Linked DNA regions of Zea mays: all the other regions are linked to region 4. Evidence: chromatin contacts called from public Hi-C data. All regions are on one chromosome and are shown on one strand. The core of a region is the stretch at or near the end of the contact, and the rest is flanking DNA. Distances in the headings are between cores, read along the strand shown.

The links. A called contact is a pair of places that touch in the nucleus more often than the background predicts.
Region 1: a contact with region 4 is called in a Hi-C map of endosperm, with 4 times the contacts expected there. The contact joins the promoter of LOC100279040 here to the promoter of LOC103629467 in region 4. A contact is called at or near these places in 3 of 25 Hi-C or Micro-C datasets (ear, endosperm and leaf).
Region 2: a contact with region 4 is called in a Hi-C map of bundle sheath, with 2.9 times the contacts expected there. The contact joins the promoter of LOC100272328 here to the promoter of LOC103629467 in region 4. A contact is called at or near these places in 5 of 25 Hi-C or Micro-C datasets (bundle sheath, ear, leaf and 1 more).
Region 3: a contact with region 4 is called in a Hi-C map of endosperm, with 4 times the contacts expected there. The contact joins the enhancer-like site here to the promoter of LOC103629467 in region 4. A contact is called at or near these places in 3 of 25 Hi-C or Micro-C datasets (bundle sheath, ear and endosperm).

The regions. Positions count from the first base shown.
Region 1 is chr6:79,955,700-79,961,640 of Zm-B73-REFERENCE-NAM-5.0, forward strand. LOC100279040 reads right to left here and starts at 2,769. Exons shown (of 4, transcript NM_001152103.1): 1 at 2,627-2,769; 2 at 2,490-2,551; 3 at 2,318-2,393; 4 at 1,786-2,173. The coding sequence starts at 2,693. The coding sequence ends at 2,028.
Region 2 is chr6:79,881,072-79,887,043 of Zm-B73-REFERENCE-NAM-5.0, forward strand. LOC100272328 (nodulin-like protein) reads right to left here and starts at 2,259. Exons shown (of 7, transcript NM_001146812.1): 1 at 1,932-2,259; 2 at 1,784-1,846; 3 at 1,557-1,673; 4 at 1,213-1,453; 5 at 602-760; 6 at 223-374; 7 at 1-142. The coding sequence starts at 2,134. The coding sequence ends at 1.
Region 3 is chr6:79,480,020-79,485,743 of Zm-B73-REFERENCE-NAM-5.0, forward strand. No RefSeq gene overlaps it. Among protein-coding and RNA genes, the nearest start is that of LOC103629463, 18 kb to the left of the region's middle. Within about 2 kb of position 2,687, at least 20 of the 20 cell types and tissues checked have an H3K27ac peak or open chromatin away from gene starts, as enhancers often do. A contact at or near this core is called in bundle sheath, ear and endosperm, where this site is marked.
Region 4 is chr6:79,726,591-79,732,487 of Zm-B73-REFERENCE-NAM-5.0, forward strand. It overlaps LOC103629467, which reads right to left and starts at 2,249. Exons shown (of 3, transcript NM_001323509.1): 1 at 1,969-2,249; 2 at 1,792-1,881; 3 at 165-1,646. The coding sequence starts at 2,092. The coding sequence ends at 370.

The sequences.
Region 1 (5,941 bases), core at 1,519-4,018, 230 kb after region 4:
AGAAAAGTAGGAAAGAATTTGCCACTTTTAGTAAGAGGGGTTCATGTGTGGTCCTTTGTCGCAACATAACTATAAGCAATAATCAGACCATGAGGAACCTTTGTGTCTGTTTGTTGGGTTCTTTTAGTTATTCTCTTTAACGAGGTGAGTGAAGAGTTTCACCCTACATTGTTATTAAAGAAAAGTTTGTATCGAAGTTTCTATGTAATAGGGAGAGAAATGTTACCAAAAAGAATAATGTTTGTAGTGTGGCTACATATGTTTACACATATGTGGGGGAGGGTTGCAAGGTGTGGGGAAGTTGGGAAGGTGTTTGTTGTCGGAGTAGGTGCATACATACCATACCATTTGTCGTAACATAACCATAAGTAGTAGTTAGTCTAGAGGCACCTTTTGTGCCTGTTTCATGTTCTTTTTGGTCATTTTCTTTTTCTTTGTTAATTCTTGAGGTGAGTGAAGGGTTCTTGCATTGTTAAATAAAAGTTCCTAAGAAAATTTCTAGAAATGGGTTACGTTATGAAGAAGAAACGTAAAAAAATAATCTTTGGAGCGAGGCTAGATATGTCTCCCACTTGTCGGGATGGGTGAGAGGTGTTGGGAAGCAGGGAAGGTATTTGTCGCTTGTTGTTGGGAAGGTGCATGTGTGGCCCTTTGTCGTAATATAACTATAAGCCAAATTAAAGTTGTTCATGAGGCACTTTTTGAGTCTGTTTCGTGTTCATTTTAGTTCATTTTGTTGTTTCCATCGTCTCATGATGGGAAGATTGATGGGTTTGCCTCTACGTCATTAAGGAAACGTTCCTATGGATATACATTATGTCATAAAGAAGAAACGTTACTAAAAAATATTAATGTTTTGAGGCGAGGCTACATACGACATTTCTACGCTTGCAGTTCAGGATGTGTTATAGAGAGTGTATCGAAGTAGGGAAGGTTTTTGTCGTTTGTTGTCGGGGCGGTCTAGGGTGGGTTATAGAGAGTGTACAGAAGGAGGGAAGGTTTTTGTCGCTTGTTGTCGGGGCGGTCTTCTAAGGTGGGTTATAGAGAGTGTACGGAAGGAGGGAAGGTTTTTGTCGCTTGTTGTCGGGGGTGGGTTCATATATGTCCTTTTGTTGTAAGTTCGTAACATAACAACATAACGGTAAGCAATAGATGTCCACACGAGGTATTTTTGTGTCTATTTCATGTTTTTCTTAATTATCTTCTGTGTCTTGTTACTTGATAAGGCGAGTGAAGGGTTTACCCTGAGTTAACAAAGTATTTGTTGTGCAAAAACTTTGGTCGGATGGAGTGTCGTTATTTTTATAGAAGTAGAGCAGTCGTTGAAAGAACGCTAGTTTTTTTTGGTCTGTTTGGTTCAGTTGTAGATTTTTAAAATGTCGATTTTAGTTTTGGCCTATCAGAAAGTTGTTGTGAGCTGATGGTTGTGGAAAGCTAAAATTTGTTTGGTTGAAACAACTGTCAACCGTAGAATCTGTAAGAGTAATGATACCTTGATAACATGGATAACAAGAATTTAGAAAATCTAGGGTAAGTGATTCTGAATTAAATTTAGAGGATTGTGTAAATTTTCATAGCGTTTGGTTGAGATTCCAGTTTTTCTGATTCAGAAAGATGAACCAAACACTTTGTTAGGTCGAGTTGATGTGGAACATGTTGGATGCGCTCGTTTCCAGTCATATAGCACAATAATGCTACATCGACCACACTGATCTGAAGAGGGAAAGGCCTTTTGCTGCCACCATGTTCTTTTTGCGTTCATATATATAGCACAAAGTCGTATGCTTAAACAGGAGGATGATATTATTATATGATAATGGAAGGTAGATACAGTAAACTGGAGCAGAGCACTAAGCCATTACAGTTTCTCCGAGCACATGCATGCACGGATCGCCGGTGCCTACTACTAGCTAGTACACTATATATATGCTAGCAGTAGTTGATATGATCTTGGACGACATGAATCGGCGGCCGCTGACGAACTAGTGCGTCCAGCTAGCTAGGGCGGTAGTTTGATGGTCTCTCGCTCAAGGCCTGAAGAACCCTGGGTGCGGACGGCCGGTGCCCTGGAAGGAGGTGTCCTTGAGGTGCTCCGGCGCGTTCTCGTACGAGTGCTGCCTCGCCAGCGAGAGGATCTTCTTGTCCGCCGCGATGAAGTACGCCATGCCAGCAACTGCACGACGACCCAGTTTTCGTGGAGCAAATTAAAGCAGGCATTCCGCCATTAGTTACACACAGAAAGACATGTGAAGGCATCTTGGTAGTAATAGCTAGCTAGGTCGTCGTAGAGGGATCAGGGAGAGATTCAGAGATCGACCTGTGGAGACGATGAGGGCCTGGCCAGCGGGGTTGATGTTGGCCTTGGCCCATGGCAGCATCCTGACGCTAACCAGCTGAAACAACAACAGGGGAGATCGATCGAATCACATACAGGCGACGAGGATTATTAGAGCGAGGTTTACATGCTGAGACAGATGAAGAACACTGACGGTGGGAACTGCAGAGGCGACGGTCGCGACAGCTGCTGCCTTGAACCCTGCGAGGGCGGCCTCTGCAGCAGGAAGACATGATTAATTATGTGCTCAAGCAAGCATCAGTAAACGGATCGATTGATCTGTATGTATACCTCGCGAGCATTGCTTGGCGAGCTCAAGGTTCTGGTCGAGGGACGCGGAGTTCACGGTGGACGGCATGGTGATCCGAATCCGATCCCTGGAGAGAGCTAGCTTTGTCGCTCTCAGTAGTGCGGATGGAGGAAGAAGATGAGATGCGGGAGACGCTGGCGGAGGGCTCTGCATTTATAGGAGGCGGCAGGGTCCGGCAAACTATCGGCGGGCACGGGAGCCCGTGGGCGCGCCGCCGCCGCGGCGGACGTGGTTTTGGGGCCCAGACGAAACGCGCGTCAGGATGGCCGGATCGCGGCCTGGGAAGGACGCTGGGCGTGAGCTGAGACCGGACGGGCGGCAGGGTTCGCGCGCGGTTCACGTCCCGCGCGCTGCACGCTTTCCTTCGCGCATGCATGCTGTTTGTTTGCATGCTCTGTCTCACACGAACACGAGATTGGTGCTGGGTTACCATTGGGACGGACGTGGTTTTGATTGGGAAAAGGGGAGGGGGTGATGGCGTGATGCTTCTGGGTTCGACCGGCATCTGTGTGCTACTGCTATAGTATCAGAAAAGATAAGCGACATGATCTGTGGGATGTGATAGATGTTACGATGCACGGAACGCCAGCGAGTTGATACTATCACATCCACATAAGCAAGTGAGGTTCGAACAAGCATAATACAGATATTATTACGAAAAAAAAATACAAAAATAAAACCGGACCGTATCATGTCTAGCTCGCCGCCATGCCATGTTTGGCACTGCTTAAAACTGTATCGTGCCACGGGTCATCCAACATGCCCAACCTGTTTTTGACATCTATATACATATAGGACATATTTATAGGTGTAAAATGTTATGGATATTATCCATCGGTGTTCTAATTCGATCCGTCTAAGGGGTATTTAAATGCACTAGAACTTATAATTAGTTGAATTAGCTAGCTAACAGATAACTACCTAACTATTAACTAATTTTCCAAAAATAACTAATAGCTGAACTATTAGATAGGGTGTTTGGATGTTTCAACTAATTTTAGCCACTAACTATTAGTTTTAGTGCATTCAAACACCCCCTAAAATAACTAAGATCCAATTTAATCTGAGTCTAGCTGGGTATTCAATATCCGATCTATATACGTATCCGTATATTCAAAGTTATATATTTAAGATGTCGATATACATTCAAAATCTTGTTCGGCACAACTCGATAATATCCGTATCCGAAGAGAAAAAAATATGAAAATAAACACAAAACAAGTAATATTCGTCCATCCGATTACATTCTAGGCGTAATGTAAAAAGTAAGTGCATGCAAATAAACGCCGTCGAATTATCATCCGCTGTAACTGAACTCATTGAACTGTATAAACAAATTAAACGTGATGAGCAGACTCAAATAATGGAAACGTAAAAAAACATACCCTCCGTTCTAATTTATAATTTATTTAACTTTTTTATCCCAAGTTTGATCGGCTCATCTTATTTTTTTTAAATAATTATTATTAATTTTTGCTACGATATTGTTTATCATATAATATATTTTAAATATGACTTTGAATTTTCCATTTTTTCTAAAAAAAGTTGAATAGGAAGCCAACTTAGACGTGTCAAAAAAAAGTCAAACAAATTATAATTTGAAACTAAGAGAGTATTATGTTTCTCCTGTTCCTTAATAGTAAAGAAACGTGCACTCTTTTTCTGCTGACAACCATTCTTCATATGACATGCACTAATGTCAAGTGATTACTGCTAAAAATATCTTTTCTGCACAAAAGATGAGATAATCCTAGAGCTTCCATGTGATGTGGAGGACTTGATTTTTACATGTAAATTTTCTATATATGTTTTGGATTTTTAGATGCATAAATTACCCTTGATCCGTCAAGGCTGCTATAGCGGTAAGTATTGCCAGCAGGGCATATATATGTTGCAGAAATAGCTTTTACAATAATGGAAAAAAAACTCTGTTATATGATTGATCACTAATAGCGACTTAACAAAGTCCCCAGATTCTGTTAGACACAAGCTAAAAATAAGACGACCCTTTGCCGTTTCATGTTAATTGTATATCACCCATTGTTTTCATTCACGACTTTGTGTCACACCATGATTTAAGCATAAATTTAGATATATCTTAAATATGTGCTACGATCAAGTCACACACATATGATGACTCATAGTACAGAAATCAATGTCACATCTCTATTATATAATAGGATTCCGTATATAAATAGCTAAGTAAAATACATCATATGAGGACAATGATTCTCTGCAAGTACTATAGTTGAGTGGTAGTTGAGTGGGAGATGACGATTTAAAACTCTCCGAACTCATCATAGCATCATTCATACACCTTATCTTACGGTACCTGTTCTTAACCTGGTGTGGTTATAGTAAGGATAAGCTCACATATGTTCATCGCTCAGCAAGTGTGGAGAATAATATGCATGAGATCACTCACCACTATCGGAATTCGGCTCTTTGTCGAGTGTTTTTTTTTTCGGGCACTCGACAAATAAGCTCTTTGCCGAGTGCCAAACAAAAAACCCTCGGTAAAAAAAAACACTCGGCAAAAAACCCTTTGTGGAGTGTTTTATATTTGACACTCGGCAAAGAGTTTCTTTGCCGATTGTTTTTTATGACACTCGGCAAAGAGTCTTTGCCGAGTGTTTTATTTTTGACACTCGGTGTTTATTTTGGACACTAGGCAAAGACAATTTAAAAATCATATTTTAAAAACAGTAAATTAATTCAAATGAAAAAGTTTTCAACTACAAATTTGTATTACTCATCAAGATGTACAATTTATATTTTGATCATTTCTTCATATGAAAAATAAAAATAAATTTGTTCATAAAACATATATCTCCCTCTCGTAGTTTATGAAACTACAAGAGAGATTTACAAGATTTTTGAATAATATTAGAACCATCATGTGAGATGAACAAATGACCAAACAACATAAATAAATTTTGTAGATCTTGAAAAGTTATAGAATTTTGTAGTTCGCAACATTTTCATTTGAAGTCATCTTGTCAACGAAAACTACGTCTGAATTTTAAAAAATTTAAATTTGAATTTTGAAAACGGCGTAGAATGGAAAAACCACCAACAGAAAAGTTGTAGGTCTTAAAAAGTTATGAAACTTTATAGTTGACAATGTTTTATTTTGAAATCATCTTGTCATTCAAAACTATGTTTGAATTTTAAATATTGAATTTTTTAAATTATCTCAGATGGATAAACCACAAAAATAAAAGTTGTAGGTCTTGAAATTTAATGAAACTTTGTAATTGACAATTTTTTGATTTGAAATCATCTTATCATTGATA
Region 2 (5,972 bases), core at 1,009-3,508, 150 kb after region 4:
TCAATCTTCACGCTGGAGGAGATTCTGCTGCGCGGGGCTTCTTTCAGGAAGGACTAGGAGATCGCCGCTGCTTTTGGTCTCCTTGCTCTTCGCCCACAGTACACAGTACAGACCCGCGACTATGATCACCGCACCTATGACTCTATAAATCATTCAACAAAAAAAAGTTCAAAAATTTAATGAGTCACAAACTAACTTGATGGTGTGGTGTGTGTTTCTTACCCTCCAATGTAGAGTGTGTCGCCAAGGAAGATGGCGGCCATGATGGCGACCATGACGGTTTGCAGTGGCTGGAAGACGGAAACGAAGTGAGGCCCTCCTTTGTTTATGCACCAGATCATGAGATACCAGGCGATTCCAAGCACCACAACGCCCTTCATTAGCACAAGCAAGACGTTAACGTACGTATATTCACTTGCAAAAAAAATTGCCCCCAAGAAATATGATCAGACACGCATGTTTAAGAAAAACATGTACGTAGCCACAGACTTCTATTTAGACAGTAAATAAGATATCTTAGCAAAAAGGTCTTGAATAATAATCGCACACAGTTAGCGAGGCAGGCAACGCATGATGAGCTTATAAGGAAAAAGAGAATTACAGCATACAGGATGGTGAAAAGCTCGCCTCCTGAGCTGATCTTCCACCTCTCAACGTCGCTCTCGAAAAACGGCGCGACGACAGCGAGCTGGACGAAACCCAACGCCAGAGTGATGGTGAAAGACGACAGCTTAGCTGGGTATTTCTTCAGAACCGGGACCTGCGGATGGTTATTACCAAGAGTCAGGCTGTGCATGTGTAGCCGTAAGAGTAGGAGACGTTTGACACAGCTCCAACAGCTCCGATTCCAACGAGAATCACTCCTGCAGAGTTAAACGGTAAAAATCTGAACTGCTTCATAGTGGGAGTACATGTGAGTGAAGTGAACATAGTCTATATTTTAAACTATAAAGTGGAAGAAAAAAAACCTGTTTCTACATCCCACTTTCTAATCTATCAGAAATCACTTCACAACCTATTTAGCAAACAGTTTTCGTCAAATAAATTCACTTCAGCTAAAGAATCATTTGGAATCACTCTAACTCTTAGAGCTAGAGAATCATTCAGAATCACTCTAACTCTTGAAGCTAGAGAATTATAAAGTGAAGCTCAGCCAAATGAACTCTAAAAACAACAAGTTAAATACAGGGCAAATTAAAACAACAGACCGACCTGCAGAACCATCCACGCAGACAAGCAAATGCAGTTCGCGAACATGATGAGGCATCCTGCGACCCATCCTCCGAGCGTGTGGGTGCCTTCCAGCGTGTGCGTGGTGCCCTCTGCATGAGCTGTTTCTGTCAATAATGGCGTCCCTTTGTAGAGGGTTATGACGGTTGCCCCCGCTATGGTGACCACCGTGCCTAGCATCTTTGCCAGCCCGTATCTGCTCCTCACATTTACCTGTTCGATTCTGTTTCAACCAACCAAGTGTTAGTTAAAGATTTGTCGGATTATAAATATAATCTAGGAAGATTATATATAATCCCAAACAAACGTCCTCCCCTTGCTACGACCTCAAACTAGCGGCCATGACGAAGGTGATCGCAGGGACTGAGTTCTGGATGACAGAGACGTAGGTTGGTGACAGGTAGTACAGGCCGAGGATGTAGAGCCCCTGTGTGAAGGTTACCCTGCACGCGGATTAGGGTTACTTATTAGAAACTGATGCACTGCTGTGCTGACTTAAAAATAAGGGATGCATGGCCATGGATACAGATGATGCTGTATACATACACCTTACCCGACTGCAGCCAGCAAGAAGAAGTCCATCAGCAAGCGTAGCGTGAAGGGCGGCCTATCTTTCCTGTGAAGGGGCATATACATACATAATCAGAAGGGAATACTAACTACGACCTGTGCAGAGTTCATCACATGCATAGACCACTCACTTGTCGAGGAAGTAGGCGACGGGGGCGACCACGAGCAGGGCTGCGGCGTTCCGGTAGACGAGGAACGCCATCTTGCTGACGCCCATGTCGAGCGCCGCCCTCGACACGACGTGGAAGCCCGCGACGAGCAGCTCCAGCACCAGCACCGCCGCCACCAGCTTCGCCTTCGTCGCCAGGGCACGGCCGGCCTCCTCCGTCGCCATGGATCTTTTTTTTTCCCTCTCTTCTTTCCAGACCAACAACAAAACTATCCCCACTATATCTACGACCTGATGCAGGACCGGACGAGATAGCTAGCCAGAGGCCAGAGCACTCTCGTTAATGATTGTTGTGTGTGTGTGGACTGGAATGGAAGGCGGCCAGCAGATTAGATGCATATGACGCTGTCACTGCTGCACGTCTCCGTTTTTTTTTTCTGTCGTTACTGCACGTACAACAAAAACCTACCAAATGTCGTTGAAAGCCATATTCGGATAACGTGGCGATGCAAGCACCTTCGGTTTGGCACATTTTTTATATCCTCCCGGTGCACATATTAAAATCTGCGCTTTCCCAGTCAGTTTACGTGATGCTTTTGATTGCGGAAATGCATGTGTGATGGGATGGGAGTAGACCAGGAACGTTTGCAGCGGGCCGGGAGATGACTGCTGCGGTTCGATCGGTTCCTCTATCCTTTCCTTCTTGTCGACGGTCATGGTTGTGGCTTATGGTATTTGTTGGGGCGAAGGCTATCACGCTACCTTTTGCTCGATACCTTCGTCTGCTCATCATTTCGACGAAGGCTACATCCACCAAACACGTCCGATCAAGCCGAAGACATTGATTGGCGGTCCCCTTCGTCCTCTCTGTTGCAAGACGAAGTCTCTGTCGAAGTCTACGAGTCTCCCACTTCGTCACCGCCCTGGGAGGCCCACACGGGATTCGGCCCAAGGTAACGGGCCCCGCGAGGATAAGCGCATTACAGACTGCGTTTGTAATAGCCTTTACTGTAATGACTGTCTGTAACCTCCCCTCGTGGGAATATTCTGGGGATAAGCCATGTACTCGAGGGCATATAAACGTCTTTGACAAGGGACGGGCGGCCACTCGAGTGCCTATAAATACCCCCATACAGTGCCCTCACAGGGGTAGATTAACAAAGCTCTTGCCATCCCACGACAAACTTTGCAAATACTCTTTCCGCTTTCCTGTTGGATCAACTTGCCCGGTAGAGCAAGTTCCAACATTTGGCGCCCACCGTTCGTGCTACGAAAAACAACCAGCGATGGCCCCAAGCGAGCTAGTTCGAAGGCAGCCCCGTCCATCGACGAAGCAGCGAAGGCAGCGCTACTGGCGGAGAAAAAAGGCAAGGCCCTCGCAGACAACACCCCCCAAGAGGCCTTCGAAGATGAAGCTGTCAGCAAAAGACAGCGCCGAGACCATCCCATCCCTGAAGGCACCCTACACACCTGCAGCTCCGGAGGCGTACCGCAAGCACCACCACCAGGCTTCGCTCCACCAAAGGGCAAAGACGCAATAGAGGACGGCGAAGTCATCGGCATCTCACCTGAAGACCAGCTAAAGTTGCGGGCCCTGCGCATCAAGAACCTGAAAGGGAAATGTGCCCTTGGACAATTTCTAGTATTTTGGTGATTAGATGCCCAACACATTAATTGAGTATTTATGTGCAAAATGGGTGAAGAGTGCAAATCAAAGTGTAAGGTATGTTTCTAGACTTAGTGTATTATTTTGTATACTAATGTGTTTGTCTAAGTGCTAGAAACAGTGACAAAAGAAGGAGAACATAAATGGAAGCTCAGCCTGACACACCGGACTTTCCGGTGGTGCACCAGACAGTGTCCGGTGCACCAGGCTGGCCGACGGTGAACCGGCTGCTCTCGGGAAAACAACAGAGGCGTATGGCTATAATTCACTGGACTGTCCAGTGAGCCAATGACGCCAGCGGTGAAAGTCGCCTAGAGGGGGGGTGAATGGGGCGAAACTGAAATTCTTAAAAAGAATCACAACTACAAGCCGGGTTAGCGTTAGAAATATAATGGAGTCCACGAGAGAGGGTGCAAAACAAATCGCAAGCGAATAATGAAGTGAGACACGCGGATTTGTTTTACCGAGGTTCGGTTCTCTCAAACCTACTCCCCGTTGAGGAGGCCACAAAGACCGGGTCTCTTTAACCCTTACCCTCTCTCAAACGGTCACTCGGACCGAGTGAGCTTTCTCTTCTCAATCACTTGGAACACAAAGTTCCTACAAGGACCACCATAAGATTGGTGTCTCTTGCCTCAATTACAAGTGAGTTTTTGATCGCAATGAAGATTGAAAGAAGGCACGATTGCAAAAACCAAGCGACAAGAGCGACAAATAACACACGGATCACTTTCTCTCTCAAGTCACTAATCACTAATGATCTCTTTTCTCAATTGTGAAACTTGGAGAGATGGAGGCTTTGAATGTGTCTTGGAATGGATTGCTAGCTCTTGTATTGAATGTTGAAGGTTGGAATGCTTGGGTGTAGTGAATGGAGGTGGTTGGGGTTGTATTTATAGCCACCAACCACTTCCTAGCCGTTACTCCATTCTGCTGAGCGCGGACGGTCCGCCCGCCAGGTCCGGACGGTCCGCCCCTGTAGATCAACGGCTGAAAATGCAACGGTCAGCAGTAACGGCTATATCAACGGCTATATTGCATTTAATGCGTCGTCAGATGTCAGACAGACCCAGTCGCGGACGGTCCGGTCGTGCACCCCGGACGGTCCGCGAGCCCACTATAATTCATTCTTCCGAACCCGTCACCTTCGGGTTTTTCGGATCCTTGCCTACCGGACGGTCCGCGCCTGAGGCCGGACGGTCCGCGCTTATCCTCCGGACGGTCCATAGTGCAGACTCGGATTTTTGCATTGGTTCTGTCCGAGGGTCATCCTTGTGTCGCGGACGGTCCACCGCAAGGGCCCGGACGGTCCGCGCTTGGCCTGTTTTTCCAAAAAGCTTCTCCTGTCCGGAATAATCTACGGTATTCCGGACAATCGATTTAGTATAGTTGTAGATGAACCTTTGACACCTGTAGAACATATAATCTAGAGCAAACTAGTTAGTCCAATTATTTGTGTTGGGCAATTCAACCACCAAAATCAATTAGGAAGTAGGTGTAAGCCTAATTCCCTTTCAATCTCCCCCTTTTTGGTGATTGATGCCAACACAAACCAAAGCAAATATAAAAGTGCATAATCGAACTAGTTTGCATAATGTAAGTGCAAAGGTTGCTTGGAATTGAGCCAATATAAATACTTACATGATATGCATGGATTGTTTCTTCATTTTTAACATATTGGACCATACTTGCACCATAAGTTTTGTTTTGCAAATTCTTTTGTAAATTCTTTTCAAAGTCCTTTTGCATGATAGTCAAAGGTAAATGAATAAGATTTTGAGAAGCATTTTCAAGATTTGAAATTTTCTCCCTTTGTTTCAAATGCTTTTCCTTTGACTTAAACAAAACTCCCCCTCAAATAAATTCTCCTCTTAGTGTTCAAGAGGGTTTTAAGACAAAAATTTTGAAAATACTACTTGCTCCCCCTTTAGAACATAAAGATATACCAATTTTAAATTTACCAATTGAACATCATTAATTTTTAAAATTAGGGTGGGTGGTGCGGTCCTTTTGCTTTGAGCCAATACTTTCTCCCCCTTTGGCATGAATCGCCAAAAACGGATACTTGGAATGAAATATAGGCCCTTCACTACTAGAGATATGCTTATTTAAGACGCACATTTTAAGACGGATATCAATGTATTTTATAGAAGCGTCTTTTATTATATGGTCATGAGTAAGGTAAGACGGTTGGTTGGAGATTCGTCTTCAATAAAGAAGTCTTTTAAGACAGTTATATTGTAAGAAATGTCTTATATTGATTTAAGATAGATTGTTATTGAAAACCGTCTCAAATAAGTATATCTTTTGAGTCATTAAGATTGCAAGAATTGTCTTAGATTTTGGTTAGTATATTAGACACTTTTATATATGAAACCATCTCAAATAAAGATATTA
Region 3 (5,724 bases), core at 1,437-3,936, 250 kb before region 4:
ATCTATACACTTGGGCAAACTAGTTAGTTCAAAGATTTGTGTTGGGCAATTCAACCACCAAAATTATATAGGAACTAGGTGTAAGCCTAATTCCCTTTCAGTAAGGCTTACCAAAGAGGATGGCTAAAGCTGAGCATTGTTTTTAAAGTTGGTCAAAATTTTATTAGCAGTTATTAAGTATAAGTAGATACCGACTCAATTAAATAAGAGATTAAGATTAATAACAACACCCGCGATGCAATGCATATGACAAATTGAGTTTAATTCCATAAGTTAATCATGTGAGGGTCTGAGCCGCTCATGACCGTGAGCACGGCTGACATACCAGTTTTACACTCTACAGAGATTGCGCATCTTTACCCACAAGTCGTGTTACCCATCTACTAAGGGGTCATGAATCCCATACACCTCTACATGGAAGCGAGGCAGGGTAACACTACGAGGCCTTTACAAAGTTCCACTAGTTTCAGAAAACTCGCTAAAGTTCTAGGAAGCGCAATGCAGGGATCCCCCTTCTGACCGCCATTGCAGCAAAATCAGCCTGAGAACCTCCCTACACCGACCACTCCCCTACTGCCCTTGCCCCTTTTGGGTAAGGTAGTCCTCCGCTAGCTTTCCTAATTAGTCAGCCAAGGGCGTCCCATACCACCCTTGTGGTAGCACTGTTTTCCTGGGTGGTCGCTCCATGTTCCAATTAACAATATGATCTTATCATGAATAATAATTAAACAACTAAATAATTGGAGCATGATCATAATAAAACATTAGTTTCCCAAAACCAAGTAGAGCAATAGCAAAACTACCAATAGTGCTTCTGTTTGCAAGGTAAGAGATAAACATTGCTATGGAGACCTATTGGGTCCCATCAAAATTAACCTGAGCATGTTACAGTGATTAATAGCGAACATTATTAGGTAAAAAGGAGTGATCAAGAGCACAACTTGCTTGAGACTCAAGATTCCAGGTACCTGGATGATCTTCAGATCTCGTGACCTCACCGCTTTTCATAGCAATACAAACAAACATGGTATAGGCAAAATTAACATCACACCAAACATGAGAACAAATAGCGTAAGAATAGTCTACGCAATGCTATGAGGTCATGGGTTCGAGAACCACTAAGATCGGAGTTACGGTCAAGGAGTTATGATTTATGGAAGATCCATGTGATTTAAATATTAAACTATATTATAAATTGATTACTTTATATCATATGAGATAATATTCTATAAATAATTAACTCAACTTTAACCTACGTTATTAATTGATTAAAGATTATCTTTTAGTCAAATTATAACTATAAGATCAGAGTACTATATTAATATTAGAAAAGGTAATCCAATAAACATAGATTAATAAAATTAGTTACCTAATTATAAAAAGTATGTGATATCATATAATTAATGTTGCTACTGTGTAGTAGATATTTCTATGAGGCTAACACAATTTGAACGGGGCAAAACGAAATTAAAACGGAAAATATATGAGTTTCCTAAGGTTCTAGATTCATTTCCACACTAAATTCATTTTCTAGAGTTTTATTAAGTAAATATAAATTCCCTGGGTCGTGGATTATATTTCGTAAAATATCAGGGTCGAGTTTATAAGATTTTGGACTAAGTTGCGATGATCTTTCCTCTTACGTGGATGGCGGATTGATTTACAGGTTCCCGATGGGCTCTTTAGTGAAAATGCCACCACGAACGGGGTATCGGTTGATCTAAGCTATCTGATCTATAATCAATGGTCCAGAATAGATCCTAACCCCCGGGAACCGTTACCAAATCTTGCCCATCCACTACACGATCAACGACCTGGATTTAACTTATCCACGATCGGATGATGAGGTATGGGAGCATAGGAGCAGTTAGATTGCAAACGTGCGGTCCAGATTAGGATCCCATCCGAAACGGTACGCAGCACGCAATCTCGGCCGCCCAATCTAGATCAACGGCCACGGACACAACTTCAATCCTCCCGATAGCCAGGGATGGTGGAGCAGAGGTCCATGACGGCGCTCTCGTCGGTGTGACGCGATTGGGCGACCCGGAGCCCGATTGAAGGCGCAACTAAATGCTCAATGACCTAGAGTATGCAATGAACCGAATGAATTGGGTTTTACCCTAAACAGCGACGACTGAGATGCCGCCCACGGCGATCTGTGGCCCACTGGGGAGGAGGGAGATCTTGAGCAATCCCGGCGACTCCGAGCGCACACTGACCACGGTGAAGCTTCGAACACCTTCCACGCCACACTGCGAAGCTCCTAGTACCGCACTCGAGATTGGAGCTCCGATGCGGACCCGATTTCCCCACGGCGGCCCATGCTCACCGACCTGATGGTAAACTCGACGACGATTTGGTTCGGGGGGTAGGCAGGTCTAGTTGAGGGGATAGGGACGTCGTAGGGGCCTGGCTTTATGGCTGAGGCATGGAGGTCGGTTGGGGCAGCTGGTGCGACAGGGGGAAGATCTCCGCTGCGCGGATTCTGTGGTCAGTTGCGACGGTGAGGATCACGCGTTCTATTGAAGGAAGATCTGACAAGCAGACCCACACCCACATGTAAATGATGTGCAATCCGGCCGGAGATCCAACGGCTGACAACGCGCGCCACCGAGTCCGACGATCTCGGTTGAGCACGCGACCTAGAGACCGGGGCCCACAATGTCAGCGGAAAGGAGACGACTCCCTCGCGCGTGTGTGGCAGGAGCATGATTCCAACAGCTGGGTCCCACACCGTCAGTGTCACACGCGCGAAATGGGCCGAGGAGAGCAGTTGGGCCGATGGGGAGAAAACGACCTAGCACGGGTCTATTCTTTTTTTACTTTCTTTTCTATTTTCGATTTCCTTTCATATTTTTAATTTCTAGGTTTCAAATTCAATTCAAATAGAGTTCAAGCTTTAAGTCAGTTTAAGTGCACAATCAAAACCCTAGCATGAAATGTAATAATATTTTATTATTTATTTTATTATTTTCAATAATACTAATGCTTACTTCATGAGAGAGATAAGAAAATAATTCACTCATATCAATATTTGAAAATCTTTATGTTCATTAATTGATTTTCAATTTTAACTACAACGTCTAACTTTAACAATTCCAAATATAATATTGCCATTTACTTATTTCGAGAAATAATTTCAAAGCTAATAAATCCTTATTAACGACATTTATTTAGACTTTTTAAAAAAAATCTTCTTAATAAATCCAAAATAAGATTTTGGGTGTTACAAAAGTCGTTCCTAAGGGGATGCCGAGCTTAGCTCCAAAGCCGTTCACAAGGGAATGTAGAGCTGAAGTACCACCTAAGTAAAAGGTAAAGAGACTCCAAAGTCGTTTCTAAGGGGATGCAGAGTCTAGGCATGTGTTCGTGCGAGTTTTTTACTTTCGGCATACATTTGCACACTGAAAGTCGCCTAGAGGGGGTGAATAGGCAAAACCTGATATTTACAAACTTAAACTCACACTAAAGGTTGGGGTTAGCATTAGAATTAAATTCAAGTCAAAAGAATGTTTCTCTTGCTAAGAGTTGCTCAAAGAATGCGGATGACGTATGGGAGCCAACTCAAATCAAAACTAGCAAGGAAACATTAGAGAGGGAAAACAAATCAAACAAGAATCAAAGCAAGTGAACACGATGATTTGTTTTACCGAGGATCGGTTCCAAAGAACCTAGTCCCCGTTGAGGAGGTCACAAAGACCGGGTCTATTTCACCCCTTTCCCTCTCTCAAACGGTCACTTAGACCGAGTGAGCATTTTCCTTAATCTCACGGGTCACTTAGACCCCGCAAGGACCACCACACACTTAGGTGTCTCTTGCTTTGATTACAAGTCTCTTGAGAATAAGAAGGGAAAAAGAAGAGGCCAATCCAAGCGACAAGAGCAACAAAAGAACACAAGTGATCATCTCACAAGCCCTAATGCACTAGAGTTGATTTTGGGGACTTTGAGTGGATTGGTTGCTTTGATTGCGTCTTGGAGTGTTGGGCTTTCGCTCTGGCAATGAATGAAGATTTCAGAAGGCTTGGATGGGAGTGAATGAGGTGGTTGGGGGTATTTATAGCCTCCCAACCACTTATAGTCGTTGGCTGATTTCTGCTGGCGATGGGCGCACCGGACAGTCCGGTGCGTCACCGAACAGTCATTGTACACTGTCCGGTGCCCGCCACGTTAATGCAACCCTTAGGGTTCAGAGCAGTTGACCGTTGGGGCGCCTTGTCTTCTAGCTGCACCGAACAGTCCGATGCCCTCTGACTTCTGCGCTCTGATTTCTGTCGCGGCACTGTTGCACACTGTTGCTTTTGCAGAGAGTCGTTGGCGCGCAGGGAGTCGTTGCTCCGCTGGCTCACCGAACAGTCCGGTGAATTATAGCGGAGGCTGCCCTGGGATTTCCCGAGAGTGGCTGGTTCGGAGGGCACTTGGCAGGCGTATCGGACAGTGTCCGGTGCACCATCTTCCAACACACTCTAAGTCTTGCTCCATTTTTAATTGTGTCCCTAACTTGATTTCTTTCTTGGTTTGTGTTGAACCTTATGCACCTGTAATAGATGAATTCTAGACAAACTAGTTAGTCCACGTGTTTGTGTTGGTCGTCAACCACCAAAATTAATTATAGGAAATGGTTAACCCTATTTCCCTTTCAATCTCTGCCTTTTTGGTGATTGATGCCAACACAAACCAAAGCAAATGAAGAGTGTATAAATATAACTAGCTTGCTATTGAGATGATTGTGCATAGGTTACTTAGAATTAAACCAATGAAAGATTTAGACATATGACTAAGAGTGAATGGATTGCTTTTCTTTTTATTTAACATTTTGGACCATATTTGCACCACTTGTTTATTTTTGCAAATAGTCAAAGTTATAGGAATAAGATTGCAAGAAGCATTTTAGGATTTGAAATTCCTCCCCCCATTTCAAATGCTTTTCCTTTGACTAAATAAAAGTTCCCCCTGAATGAAATTCTCCTCTTAGCTTTCAAGAGGGTTTTGAAATAGATACCAATTTGAAATTTTACTCTCATATATCAATTGAAAATTAGATACCAATTGAAAACATACTAATTGAAAATTTCATATCTTTTAATGGTGGTGCGGTCCTTTTGCTTTGGGCTTAATATTTTCTCCCTCTTTGGCATTAAGCGCCAAAAATGGAGAACGTGAGAGCCCTTTTTCATTTTTCTCCCAAATGGTAAAATAAATATGAATGAAGTGTCATACCAATGAGAGTGACATGAGTAACGGCAAAGGATAAGTGATACCGTCAGAGTTGGAGTGGAAGCCTTGTCTTTGCCGAATACTCTATTTCCCTTTCAATTTAAGACTAATCATAGAGATATACTTGAAAGCACATTAGTCTTAGCCTTGGCACAAGAAGAATAAGAAATATGCATTTGTACCAAATGAAAGAGACATGATCAAAAGTATATACATGAGCTATGTGTGCAATGTTGTGAGACCTAAAATTGGTAGAAAAATAAATAAATACATATATTATAAAATAATAAAATAAGGAAAAATCTCTAAATATTTTTTTAATAATTAAAAATGTCTATTAATGAAAGTTATATATTTGGAACTATTTTCCTTTAGATAAATAAATGTTAAATATAAAAAAAGTTTGGCTATGCATTTGAATTATTTTCTTAAATAATTATTATGGTAAAACATCTTACATGAATTATTCGTACTAAGTTATATGTATTGTTTGAAATATTTGTT
Region 4 (5,897 bases), core at 999-3,498:
GTAAACCGCCAATTTGTATCCTAAACTAAGAAGAGTCCTTTATCTTCCTCCGTATTCAAGCCATGCGATATCTAGATTTTCGTAACAGCTAAATTGTCAAAAAAAAACCTAGCACAACGTGATTGTGTTTACATGGCAAGGGCAAAAGAGTACAACAAATTCTTTTTTTAAAAAAAAAGAAGATTAATGACCACATGATGATCTGTCATGTAATGACATCATTAAAACCTATCTACTGTAGCTATGTAGCATCTACCTACAGAACAAACCCACGGCCCATTCGAATTCAAGGTCCTTGCCAATTAATCTTAGCTTTGGACCACACCATCTGCACGACCGTGACCACTGACGCCAGCAAGCCAAGGATGATCAGTCGGTGCTCTGCCGTCCATGGGGCAGCAGCTTGAGCGCCTGGAGCAAGGTGTTCCTGAGCCTGCCCAGGTGCGGCCGGACGTCCTGCTTGTCCAGGTACACGGCCTTGAGCGCGTCCCACCCTTTCCTGTGGACGGCGGCGGGGTCCCTGATGACCGGGTCGTCCTCGCCGTACTCCTCGCTCAGCGTCGTCTCGCCCGCCCGCACCACGTACTCGAGGTAGTGCACCTGCATCCCGGCCGCGGGGTCCCGGAACATGCCGCGCGCCAGCCACTCCAGCCCGCCGTACGGCACCACCTGCACCAGCACGGCCCCCGCGGGGAGGAACACCATGTTGGTGAGCCCGTCGCCGTGCACGCCCACCATCACGTCCGCCGAGTTCACCAGCCGCGCGAACCGCGCCACGTCCGTGCTCGCCTCCGGGTCGCCCACGCGCACGTCGAACCCCAGGCTCGTCGCCATGTCCGCCATGGCGCGCTCGTTCAGCAGCCGCCGCGACTGCCGCCGCGAGATGATCAGCAGCCGCGGCCGCCGCCGGACGTCCCACCGGTCCCCGCTCGGCGCCGCCGCCGCGCGCTCCAGCCCCAGCGCGCGCCGCAGCATCGCGCGGAACTCCGGCATCGACACCCCCTCCTCCTCGCCACCGGGCGCCTTCGTCTCCGCGCCCACGCCCAGCTCCCGGTGGAACGTCGGCCCCACCACCACGCGCGGGTAGCACCGGACCTCGCCGTCGGCGTCCGCGTCCACCAGCTCGTGCCGGCTCAACTGCTGCAGTACCGGCATGTACTTGGCGGCCCACCACGGCTTGTGGCTGCTCACCAGCAGCTGCACGTCGCCGCCGTACCGCCGCGCCGTGATGAACGCTGGGATCAGCACGTCCGTGTAGTCGTGGAACAGGTTCCCCGTGAACCCCCCCGTGGACAGCACGAACGCCGTGGCCGAGCTGTTCACCGTGCACCGCGGCGCCTCGTCACCGTCGCTGCCGCCGACAAGCGGACGGAGCGTCCACTCCTTGACGTGGGACAGCGCGAACGCGTCGTGCTTCCGGCAGTAGGGCTTCACCTTCCACTCCCGGTCCAGCGCGCCCACGAGCACCGTCTGCGCGCGCCCCACCACGCGCACGTCGCCGGCCGCCTCGCAGGTGTCCGACCGCCGGCTCGACTCGTAGCACACCGGCCTGCGCGCCCTCTCGGCGTGGTCGTCGCCTACCGCAATGGCTGCGCCTGAAATATCGGAGTCGGTCGGCTTGGACCGAGTCTCCTCTTCCTCCTCCTCTGTCACAGACAGACGGCAAAAGTCAGCTGGAATGAATCCACCGGATCTGCATCTGCTTGCTATACAGCGGAATTCGCTGCACGAACGGGAAAGGATTCGCAGCAATCTAGATCTAGGATTGCGAGAGGAACTAGTCGGTATTACCAGCTGCAGCGTCATGGGCGGTGGCCATCTCGCCGCTCGCCTTCGCCATTGCCTGCTGCTCCTCTGCCTTGATGGTGTCCCCTGTTTTACCTGCGCATACCCAACTTCAGATAAAAGCGAACCAGTGAAGAAGAAGCTGGTTGGCAAACCAAAACGCCATGGCAACAACCAGCGTACCGATCGGGGAGAACTTGGCCCTGGCGAGGGAGAGCAGCAGGAGGGATCCGAGCATGAAGGCTATGAGTGCCACATTCCCCAGCCTCTTCCCCTCCGCCCTCGACAGGTTCCGGTTGGACTTCATGGCCTCCCTCTCACCCCTCCACTCGGAGTCGGATGCTCCTCGCTCGAGGTGAGAAATATATACGGCAATACGGTAGATGGATGGAGTATAATAGGCAATGCAAGCGGAGAAGGTGTGCGGCAGCACGCACTCGCACTAGGCACTAGCTTGGTTGTTGTTGTCGTGGTTGAACAGGCCAACAGGGCAGAGAGGAGTTGAAATGGTAGTGCGGTTGACCCGGCGACAGGCATGGCTCAATTCAACGCGCACGATTCTGAGAAGCGGGGCCAGCGCTCAGCGGGAGGGAGAAGAAGCAAAGCAGCGTGACAGAAGGGCAGATGACTTGTGGCTCCCTCCAAGAGCACATTGAAAGCGGCCGGAGCTGAGGTGAGGTGAGCAGAGCAGCTGGGGTCCAGGCTGTCGTCGTCATCGTCGTCGTCGTCCTTCCTTCGCCGTGTGCCTGCCCACGCACGCGTCCTTCTCTCGACGTCGACGGTAACTGCTGCTCGCACCGGCGCGCATGCAGTTCGGCGACCGTGTTGGGTTGCGGCCGTCCTACTCCGGATCCTATATCTTTTTTAAAAAAAATCTTTTGGTTTGTTTTCCATGATTTGCGTTGCCGGATTAGGGACTTTATTATTGCTTCAACGCAGAGGACGCGGTCAAAACCACCAAACACCAGCTGTGATGATAGTACGCGCTAGCATTAACAGTTACTAGCAAAGAAACAGCAAAAACACCAATAAAAATCCTATATTTGGATCCACTGATCTTAATAGCTAGATAGTCAACAGCACAAAATCTACCGACTATTTAGCTAGCTAATTGTTGGTATAGGATTGTTATTGCTAATAGGTGGTTGGATAGTTGTGTTTAGAGGTTAGCACTTACTATCACCGTTTTTTGTCAACTAATAATAAAACTAATTCTCATCACCTATTCTATTCACCTCCCCATGCTAATAGTTAGAGATGACAATGCGTAAATCCCTCGTCAGTCACTAGCATCCCATACCTATACTCACTAAAACATAAATCTTATTATAGTTATATAATTTTCTAAAAACAGTGGTTAGATGACTTAGAATAAAACTGAAATGACATATTATACTCCTAGTCGTTTTAGCTCTTTGTTTTTTTGTCTATATTCAAATGGATCATAATGAATCTAGATATATATATAAGACACATACATCAACTATTGTATGCATCCATTAATTATCTAAAGTGAATTTTAATTTGAGACTGAGGGAGTATATCATAACATTTTGAGCTAACTCTAGGCTTTAAACCGAACCAAAGATGTGCCAAACCATATTAGACCATGTCCACCAGTTCACCTATATGGTAACCCAAAATATTGTGTTGCACTATTTTGCATTGTATGCACACTTTGCAGAGTGGAGTTTGAATACGTGTATGGAGATGATTAAATTCCTAGAGATAGCCTTATACTATTCATCAGCAATATAGATGATTATAAATGTAAAATGGAGAAGAGTCGTGTTTGCAAAAAACGTGCACGTTGCATCCCGGTGTGGCACAAGTAAACGGATTATATGGTTTGGTTGGCAAGCCATGTCGTAAATTTCTACAAGAATGGTAGGCTAATAGGTGTCACATGACTACCCTTCCACCTCTCCTCGCCCCTCAGCTCGCCGCTGCCATTTCTGCCCCCGCCCAGTCCCCCGTCTCCGCAGCCCCCAAGCCAGCTGCCACTACTAGAGGTGAGCCACTACCGAATCTGTCGCGTAGAGTTATTGCGTCGGATTTGCTCCTCCCGTCCTTCGTTGGAGGTCGGGATTTCCAAGGTCCCTAGTGCTCTAGCCTCGCTGTTAATGGGATGGGACATCTGGGCGTGGTGGCGAAGGAGGATGATTTAGACCCGCTGCTCCTGGATTTGCTCTCGGCCCATGCCTTGCCCCTACACAGCTACTCCCCTTGGCTATGTCGCCCTCCCGTGCCAGCTCCTGCCGAGTGAACATAGAAAATGGGAAGAAGGTGGTAGATCTTTCAAGACCCTCCCTAGACAGCACAATTCATTCAATCCATCTTTCACCTCCGCAGTTCATATAGACGGACCAGTCCCTGTAGGTAGGTTCAAGCCAGCTCCCTATATACCGTTGCTCATGTTGTAGATCTAGTGCAGTCCGAGAGGTCTGGTGAGCTCATTGATGGTCGCACAGATGGCTGGGAAGTGGTCAGACCTCGATATTGTTGGAGGAGGAACAAGCACAGGCCTTGCCCGAGCTCCAACGCATTACGCGAGGAAAGGAGAAAGAAGTTCCTGAAGCACGTCGAGGGTAAATGCTGCAACTGTTTCGCTACCAACCAAAGAGCTTTGAATTGCAACAACACAACCAAGTGTTGGAGATGTCTTATGGAAGGGCACCAGGTGGCTTCCTGTCCTATCCATAAAGGGGGAGTAGGGAGGACCTCATCTTTCCCCGCGTTGACCATTACCACTACTCCCTCTGCCATTTCTAGGCTCATTCTTACCTTCAAGTAGTGAAGAATTCTCCTCTGCCAATGGCTACCTTCCTAGGGGATCCCCTTGCTCAACCTATGAGGATGGATTGCGCGATCTCGGCATCGAGAGCGATTGAGGCTACAAGAGACGAGTTGGTGGGCAAGACTGTGGCCTGTTCGCTGGATGGGAACAACCATGACTTTGAACCAAAGCATATAGGAAGCTCTGGTAGAGAGGCTGGGAATCAGAGACCGTAGGATTCAGGTATTGAAAGACTTCCCAAAAGAGTATCTCATCATCTTCATTCGCTCTCAAGACCAACAGCTGGTTCTTCACCGAAGTTGCATAAACCACCGTGGTTGGGTCTTCACCTTTGAGGCTTGGAATGAGCATAGGTATGATTCTATCACCCGTTGGGGTTTTAATCTTAGGCTTAGGTTGGAGGGTATCTGTCGGTGTTTGTGACCCGACTGCACACTATGGGGTTACCCACATGATGCTTTTAGGTAGGATGGCATCGTTGATTGCGACTCGATGGTATGAGCAGAGGCACGTTGGTATTGCTCGTAGATTTATACATGTTCGTGCTGCTTTGAATTGCGTAACACCCTACTTCCTATTGAGGCTATGTATTGATTTCTGGAGTATGGGGATTACAAATGAGCTTTGTGATGGCTCAACTACTGTGGGTGAGGATGGGGTGAGATGATGTGAGATGAGATGATTTTGTAGGGTTTCCCCCTCAGCCTTATATACACGAGCAGAGTTATCCCTTTACAAGTTGTGATCACTATCCGCTTCACTTATCTCCCTCTTTGTTGCAGCTTGCAGTCCTATATATCCGGAGTCTTAATCACATTCTCGCCCGAGATATCGCTGAATGTGTAGCTCCTTGATGCTTGCAACTGCACCACCCGAGATATTAGTGCTTCAGTAGTGCCTAACTCGGACGTTGGTCTTTGTTGTCTTGGATTAGGCTCGCCTAACCCGGCTATATCCTACTGGCCCGTCCCGTAGGATGACTTAGCGGGAGGCCCATCAGGTGGCCCGTGATACGTTTTAGTGTTCTTGAGGACCTAGGGGATAAATATCCCCCACAAGCCCTCGAGGCACAAGCCAACTTTTGAGAGTAGTTGGCTCGAGGCTCTGAGGAGGAACGATATCTGTTGGGGCGAAGGCGAAGACGCTACCCTTCGCTCCAGGCCTTCGCCACCCCGCTGCACCATCGGAGGCAAGATGACGGCATGGACCACCCTCCGCCCTCCTCACCGCAAGACAAAGGCCTACAACAAAGTCTTCTCATCCCGCGCCCTCACCCAACCTGGAGGCCCACGTGGGATTCGACCCATTGTAACAG